Linked DNA regions of Capra hircus: regions 2 and 3 are each linked to region 1. Evidence: chromatin contacts called from public Hi-C data. All regions are on one chromosome and are shown on one strand. Each heading gives the region's core, a stretch centred on a gene start, on an enhancer-like site or on the middle of the called end of the contact. The rest is flanking DNA. Distances are from core to core; before and after follow the strand shown. Region 1 has its middle 100 kb from the start of PCSK1. Region 2 has its middle 54 kb from the start of GLRX. Region 3 has its middle 28 kb from the start of GLRX.

Region 1 (2,700 bases), core at 166-2,665:
TGAAGACTGAAGAATTGATGCTTTCGAACTGTGGTGTTGGAGAAGACTCTTGAGAGTCCCTTGGACTGCAAGGAGATCCAACCGGTCCATCCTAGAGGAGATCAGTCCTGGGTGTTCACTGGAAGGACTGATGTTGAAGCTGAAACTCCAATACTTTGACCACTTGATGCGAAGAACTGACTCATTGGGAAAGACCCTGATGCTGGGAAGGATCGAAGGCAGGAGGAGAAGGGGACGACAGAGGATGAGATGATTGGATGGCATCACTGACTCAATGGACATGAGTTTGAGTAAACTCCGGGAGTTGGTGATGGACAGGGAGGCCTGGCGTGCTACAGTCTGTGGGGTTGCAAAGAGTTGGACACAACTGAGCAACTGAACTGAACTGAATTAAATAAACACTTGAAAGGAAAGGCTGGGAGGGAGGTGCCATCCTGGTATCCCAGAGACTCACTTGCAGCCCCAGAAGCACAAAAGTCATCCCAGTTCTTCGAGGTGGGACCAGGAAACACAACACAAAGGCTGACTCGTTCGTTCACTAGAGATTACTGCAGTGATGTGAGCAATATCGAATGTGATATCTCAGTGGATTTTCCTGCCGCAGAGCAGCAGGGCACGAATTCCCTGAGGCTCTCGCCTCCCCCACACCCGGACGCAGAGCTTCACTGACAGCTCTCAGACTCTTCCTCCAGTTTCCCAAGAGGTGGTGCCCCCTTTCGTTCTCGGCCCAGCCGGTTAGTCTTGCCAGGATCAGGCTCCAAAGCCATTCTCCTCCTTGAAACGCCATCTTTGCCTCTTGCAGGTGTGTGTTCCCTGCAGACGGTAAGCTTATTCGTTTCCCTGCCATTCATTAAAAAGAAAATCATCTGTGACCTCATGTTCCCTGAAAATATCCCATGTCCCCTTCCCCCTTATCCAAACTTCTTAGGAGAGGAACATGTCCTCAGTGTGACCACTCGAGGTGCCATTCATTCACTCTGCACCCCCTGCAGTCTGGCTTGTGCCCTTGTTAGGGCCCCCAGTGCTCTTCTAATGACAAACTCCAATGGGCGTTTTCCAGTCTTTGTTTTGCGATGCGTTTCTGGGGCATTTGGCAACGCGGATTGTGCACACTGCTGCTCCCCCAAGGTAACAGCATCTTTCCCAGTTCGTCTCATTCATTTCTGTTTCTTCTTAACCACAGGCTCCTCTCTCTGCACCCACCACTCACATGCGTATGTTCCCTAGGTGTCTGTTTCCAGCTCACTGCTTCTCATTACAGCTACTCTTCTTGGGCGAATTTATCTCCTCTCTGGAGTTCAACTACCACCTGTATGCTAATGACTCTCTAATTCGATCTCCTCCTCAGATTCCTTCCCCAAGCTTCAGACTCATCAATTCCATTACCTGTCAGGTACCTTCCCTGGGGATTCATCAGACTTTTCAGATTGGCGTTTTCAAAAACCAAGCAGCACATCCCTCCAAACTCAGTCTCTCTCTGTTGTGTCTCCACCTCTTTACCCGGTGATCCAGGTTATAAAATAATAGCCTTAATGCTTCTGTCTTTCTTACCCTCTTCATCTAACTGATCATTACATTCTGCTGGTTTCCCCTCCCTTGGAATCCTTAAAATCCATCCTCCCATCTGCCAGTGCTCCTGTTATCAAATGTGCCTTCTCTTCCTGGATTGGCACAGTCACCTCAACTGGCTTCCTAGTTTCTAGACTTGCTGCCCTCAATTCTGCTCAATTCAGAGCTACCTCAGTGATCCACGCGAAACACAAGTCTGACCCCGTCCCTGTCTGCTTCCTGGAATCTACACGAGCAAGTTCAGCCTCCCTTCCGGGCACACATGGCCCTCTGTGGCCGGCTCTTGCCTAATTCTCAGGCCTTGGCTCCTTCCACTTGGATTCCAGCAGCAGCCAACCGGTGGTGGTTCCTTGTACACATCTCATTTTCCCTCTATTCTTTGCTTCTGCTTTTAAAATTAAGTGTCAGGCTGGTATTATAAGGGAAGTTTCAAGTTCATCTGCTATTAAATATTAGAGGCTCTGTGCTTGGGGAGGGAGGAAAGAGAAAAGACTCACAGTTACATTCTCATTTCAGCCCCCTTTCTCCCCCACACAGACAAAAAGTATACCGGGCTTGCTAGATTTGTGGGTTCTACTCATTTAAAGCTGCTAATAAGTATTTCAGTCCCGGCTCGGTTTTCACGCCAGGCTGTTCTTCCAAACTGAGGAGACTCTTGTTTGTTACGAAGAGTGTGCTGCCCTCTAGAGGTGGCTTTCAGAGACACAGCAGATACCCACACAACGAACACATTCTACAGCTTCCCCTGTGAAGGGACTTCATAGTAAGACCTGTACTATTACTGCTGTTTGTCCAAAATGTGCTTTCCCCAGTTGCATCATTTTGATTCACAGAATCTTTATGTGCTCCCATAATAGGGTTTGGGGATAAAGCACAGAGTGTGCCTCCAGGGACACTCAATTTGGAGTTAGAGAACTCAAGTTCCAGTTCAAGTTGTTCCACTAAAGCCTCCAAACTTAGATCTCTGACCTGTTAAACAAGGAGTGCAAGACCTCATCCAGAAAACTGAATTATCTGAAATTATATTTTGGCAAAAAAAACTAGGAACAGACTTACCAATAAGTACTTGTTATACACTAAGTATATACAAGGCACTAGGCTAAGAGCTGCTTTGCAGAGGTTATATATTTA
Region 2 (2,700 bases), core at 110-2,609, 470 kb before region 1:
ACTTCTGGAATCATCTTGACTTTAGGTGAGGGTTTCCAGGGACTTCAGGGAATCCAAGAAGGCTCGTACAAACGTGGGCTAACATCAGGATCAAGAAAAGCTAAGGCCCACACTGGCGTGACATAAGCAGGATCAGGAAGAGGCAAGGAGTGTTTGGGCTTGGAATAAGCCCAGGCTGGGCAGAGTTTAGTACAGCTTCAGGCCTGGGAGCTGGGGTAGCCGCAGAGTGTGGGCCAAACAAGCTGTTTTTTTAACCGGTTTCACAGTGAACACATTTTTCAGTCACTCCCCAATGTCAGTAGAAACAGAAACAACACCCACTATTTTGGTTTGGGGGAACTAGTTTTGTTTTAGAGGCTTAAAGAAGCAAAGAATGTACGAATGTCCACAGTTAGGCAATCTTGATGTAGAATGTGTGCTCCAGGAAGCAAGAGGATTAAAAGAGCTTAGAAGTAATGTGCTTTGACCTTTCAGTGACATAGGTTTTTATTTTGGCATCTTCTTTCTTTTTTTTAAAGGGGAGGATGTTACTACAGTGTTTTTCTTTTAACGTGTACAACTTTCACAGTAAGTTGTATGGGCATGAGCCAGATTTTATGCACTTACATGTGTTAGATGTGTGTGTGTGTTTGTATGTAGAAACTCCAGTACTTTGGCCACCTCATGCAAAGAGTTGACTCATTGGAAAAGACCCGGATGCTGGGAGGGATTGGGGGCAGGAGGAGAAGGGGACGACCGAGGATGAGATGGCTGGATGGCATCACTGACTCAATGGACATGGGTTTGAGTAAATTCCAGGAGTTGGTGATGGACAGGGAGGCCTGGCGTGCTGTGATTCATGGGGTTGCAAAGAGTCAGACACGACTGAGTGACTGAACTGAAGTCTAGTTTTTTTTTGTACGTGTTGTTGTCTGTTACCTGGATAAAGAAGCATTTGGAAAACAGCGGGAGAGTAAATCAAAGGGCTGATACCTGCATGCCCATTTACGTACTTCTTTGTTCCTGAGTCACAAGGACAGTATTTCCAAACAAATGTCAGAGGGAGCGATGCCTGCCCTGATAAATGTTGTGTCAAAACTGGATGAGGGAACTGCTACGAATAGAAAAATGGGCTTCAAGTAGTGTGGTCGGTTAGGAAATGAAGACATGAGGCCATACTCAGAGAATGACAGATTTACTTATGACAACACCTGCATTTCTGAAGCGTGTGCTGTCTGACCGGTGGACAGTCCTCAGGGTGATGGAGGAACTGCCGATGTGTCTGGCAGGTGGACCGGGTTGGCTGAAGGTGGAGATCTGGGGGCAGCTGCTGCTCCTTGTAAGCAGTGGGAATGCCAAAGGGGCAAGGGGCAGCTGTCCAGCTTAGCCTCGCGGGTATCTGGGCCCTTTGCTCGGGGGTGCATCCTTCGCGGCAACCTGAAGCCGCCCCGGCGCAGGCGCATCCTTCCTTTTGCTTTCTGTGTTTTCTGAGCAGCAGCGTCATCTCCCGTCTGCCCCAGCTCAGAAGCTCTCAGGCCACGCTACTGCCATCCTCTGCGCTTGTGTGTGGTGACTCTGGCCCATGGAGTCCTCTCCATTTCCCATCCCCTTTCTCAAAACAATGATGGGGAAAGTCCCAGCCAAGGTTCTATCCAGGGATGTGGGCTCAGAATTTAACTATAGGTAAAATACCACCTTAAATTTTCCCCAGAACTCAGCTTTGCAGGGTTTTAAATGGGATTGTGAACCACTTGGGGGTCCTTTGCACTCAAGAGAAAAGAATGTGTTCCCTGGTTTTCTTTATGGAAGCCATTTCCTTCCTGGAATATTAAACAAAACAAAACAAAATACTGCACACTGCGTTCTGGGCGCTGCAAGAGGATTAAGCGTGACCTTTAGCTGAGGAACCAGGCAGCCCAACTGCAGAAGAGTCTGACCCATTTTCTTTTTATGTGTATAATATTGAGCCTCTATGGAAAACACTGGCAAAGCCAGCCTCAAGCAGATGCTAAATATTCTCAGAGAAATGACCTTGAATTAGTAGAGAAATTGTCTAAGTACACACCAGTGTAAACCCAGTTCAAATCTGTTACAGGCCTCTCCCTCTCAAAGAAGAGGTTAGGATTTCTGTTTAAAAGACAGGATATAAGATAAAGTGTACATTATGGTAATACCATTTCCTTATACCAGCTTTATATTACTTGACAGCTGGTGGCTCAGACCAGATAAAGAATCTGCCTGAAATGCAGGAAATATGGGTTGTATCCCTGGGGCAAGAAGATCCCCTGGAAAAGGGAATGGCTACCCACTCCAATATTCTTGCCTGGAGAATTCCATAGACAGAGGAGCCTGGTGGGCTATAGTTCATTGGGTTGCAAACAGTCAGACTAATAGTTTTAGAGATAAGGTTTGTAGAGCAGTGATATAGTTGAGTTATACAATTATATAACAGCTGTAATAAACACAGGTTGATAAGAACATTCCTCTTTAAAACAAAATCTTCCGTTGTATTAAATAGTTAATATGACAGGACAATATGGTAATCAAAGGATGAAGCGTAATAAACAAGTAGAGTTAATTCAGAAAGAAAATAAACATTTATGAAATAGCTACTATGAGCTGGGCACTGTGTAGGGACTTTGGCCTGCATTATTCCACTTGATTCTGACAACAGACTGGAAATATTGAGTATTTGAACAAACAGAAAACTGATTTCATTGA
Region 3 (2,700 bases), core at 18-2,517, 500 kb before region 1:
GTGAAGTCGCTCAGTTGTGTCTGGGTTACCATGCCCTCCTCCTCTCCAAGGCCCGATCTCTCTCCAGACATTTCAGCTCTCTTCATTCGCAGTGTCACCTCTGTTGTGAAAGCTTTTCAGTGCCCTGGCCCACACAGATTGCTTCTTTCTTTGTGGCCCTGTCACATTCATGAGTATATCACACACTCTGGCCTGTGTTTTTAAACTGGCCTAGGTATGGAGATCGGAGAAGATGATGGCACCCCTCTCCAGTACTCTTGCCTGGAAAATCCCATGGACAGAGGAGCCTGGTGGGCTGCAGTTCATGGGGTGGCTAAGAGTCGGGCACGACTGAGCGACTTCACTTTCACTTTTCACTTTCATGCATTGGAGAAGGAAATGGTAACCCACTCCAGTGTTCTTGCTTGGAGAATCCCAGGGATGGGGGAGCCTGGTGGGCTGCCATCCAGGGGGTCGCACAGAGTCAGACACGACTGAAGCGACTTAGCAGCCGTAGCAGCAGAAGGTATGGAGACCTGTTTTCCTTGAAGTGACTCAGCACTCACTTGGGAAGCTGAATGTCCTGAAAGAACTCCAGGGATGGGGACAGAAGCTTCGTTCAGGCTGTGGCAGGCTGCCCTCACCACAGGGCACATATCTGGGCAGAGCAGAGCTACAGCAGACCTCAGGCCCCCATATAAGGGTTTCCCTCATAGTTCAGTCGGTAAAAGCTCTGCCTGCAATGCAGGAGACCGGGCTTCAATCCCTTGATCGGGAAGATCCCCTGGAGAAGGAAACGGCAACCCACTCCAGTATTCTTGCCTGGAGAATCCCATGGATGGAGGAGCCTGGCGGGCTATGGCCCATAGAGTTGCAAAGAATTGGTCACGAATGAGCGACTAAGCGCGCGCGCACACACACACGGCCCACGTATGGGTCCTCCCGCTCTAGACCTTGCCGTAGCGCACGCGTCGGCCTGGCTGTGGTGGCTGGAAGGTCTGGAGGGGATCTGTGTGAGCTGGGTCGTGGCCTCACCTTTCAGCATCACTGGGCCAGCCCCTGAGGTAGGGGAATAAGTCACTTCCCGTCCCCCACCCGACCCCATGTTGGCTTGGTCATTTCCTTACCACTGCCTTCCCGAATAGAGCGGTTTACGGTTGTCAGCCTCACTCTGGGTCCTGTGAAAACTGAGAAACATTCCATGCAATGTGATTTCATTTCCTATCTTGCCTAACCTAGGGCTGGGGAACTGAAACCGGTTTCCGAGGCTCATAGAGACATCGTGGTTGGAGCACCACCTAGTGGCAGCACAGAATAGTGCTTGTGAGGAATCTTCCGGAAGGGTGGGTGGTGAGATTAAAGAGCATTCTCTATTTGATCTCCACAAACAATTTCATTGAAAATATGCTTTAAGGCAGAGTTATCCTGAACGTAATTTTTAGCCTTTTAAAAATGATTCCAAAGACATGTCTGCATCACCTTAATGAATACTTATTATTACGTGAAAGTCGCTCAGTCGTGTCCGACCCTTTGTGACCTCATGGATTATACAGTCCATGGAATTCTCCAGGCCAGAATACAGGAGTGGGTAGCCGTTCCGTTCTCCAGAGTAATCTTCCCACCCAGAGATCGAACCCAGGTCTCCCGCATTGCAGGCGGATTCTTTACCAGCTGAGCCCCCAGGGACTAGCGGTACTTATTATTATGCTGCTGGTAAGTCACTTCAGTCGTGTCCGACTCTGTGCGACCCCACAGACAGCAGCCCACCAGGCTCCCCCGTCCCTGGGAGTCTCCAGGCAAGAACACTGGAGTGGGTTGCCATTTCCTTCTCCAATGCATGAAAGTGAAAAGTAAAAGTGAAGCTGCTCAGTCGCATCTGACTTTTAGCGACCCCATGGACTGCAGCCCATCAGGCTCCTCCGTCCATGGGATTTTCCAGGCAAGAGTACTGGAGTGGTGTGCCATTGCCTTCTCCGACTTATTATTATAGAGTACTGTAAATATATGAGACTGGGAAAAATCTGTATGAAGTTTAACATCCCATTTAAGTTTCTATTTAAAAATATTTGGTACATCCAGAAATAATATACCATGTAACGATTTAAAAAGAAGTAGGTTGTTAATATAGAACTGGCTAAGAGATATTAAAAGAAGGAGGTACGTTATAGAACTGTATCAAAAGCATGCTGCAGTTTATGTGAGAAAAACATTAGAAAATAAGCATATAAACTTGGTCTACCCAGAACTTCTACTACTAAAGCGAGAGACTGATTCATTTAGCTCCGAAGAGCAAGGGACACTTGCTTCTTCCGGCCACAAGATGTTCTCAGATGACTTAGAACCTAGCAAAGTGTCTGAGGATCCATCCTCCTGCCGTGCAGCAGTCCTCTTGGGGACCCCACTGAAACCAGCAAGTAAATGCTGCCCTTCCAGGGGCCCCCAAGGGAAGGACCGATCTTAGTGCTGTGAGAACCCACGGTGTTTTTAAGACAGTCACAGAGAGACACCGAGGTGTTAGAAGAGTCTAACTGACCCAAGGGCGCAGAAGCAGTGCGCATTCGCTCCTTCACACTACCCTCAGAAAGCTGTTGGGATCAAATCTCATATCTGAGTTCAACCACTGCACTGATAATGGGAAACTTTTATGCCTCAAAGGCCGAACATTATGTCTAGGTTCGATCCCTGGGTCAGGAATATCCCCTGGAGAAGGAAATGGCAACC

What was found. Hi-C and Micro-C count contacts between places; a contact is called where the count stands out from the background.
Region 2: a Hi-C map of liver shows a contact between it and region 1, with 5 times the contacts expected there. The contact joins two enhancer-like sites. A contact is called at or near these places in 2 of 5 Hi-C or Micro-C datasets (blood and liver).
Region 3: a Hi-C map of blood shows a contact between it and region 1, with 5 times the contacts expected there. The contact joins two enhancer-like sites. A contact is called at or near these places in 2 of 5 Hi-C or Micro-C datasets (both in blood).

What each region holds. Positions count from the first base shown.
Region 1 is chr7:14,908,231-14,910,930 of ARS1.2, reverse strand. No RefSeq gene overlaps it. Among named protein-coding and RNA genes, the nearest start is that of PCSK1, 100 kb to the right of the region's middle. Within about 2 kb of position 1,415, at least 3 of the 5 cell types and tissues checked have an H3K27ac peak or open chromatin away from gene starts, as enhancers often do.
Region 2 is chr7:15,381,055-15,383,754 of ARS1.2, reverse strand. No RefSeq gene overlaps it. Among named protein-coding and RNA genes, the nearest start is that of GLRX, 54 kb to the left of the region's middle. Within about 2 kb of position 1,359, at least 1 of the 5 cell types and tissues checked has an H3K27ac peak or open chromatin away from gene starts, as enhancers often do.
Region 3 is chr7:15,406,383-15,409,082 of ARS1.2, reverse strand. No RefSeq gene overlaps it. Among named protein-coding and RNA genes, the nearest start is that of GLRX, 28 kb to the left of the region's middle. Within about 2 kb of position 1,267, at least 5 of the 5 cell types and tissues checked have an H3K27ac peak or open chromatin away from gene starts, as enhancers often do.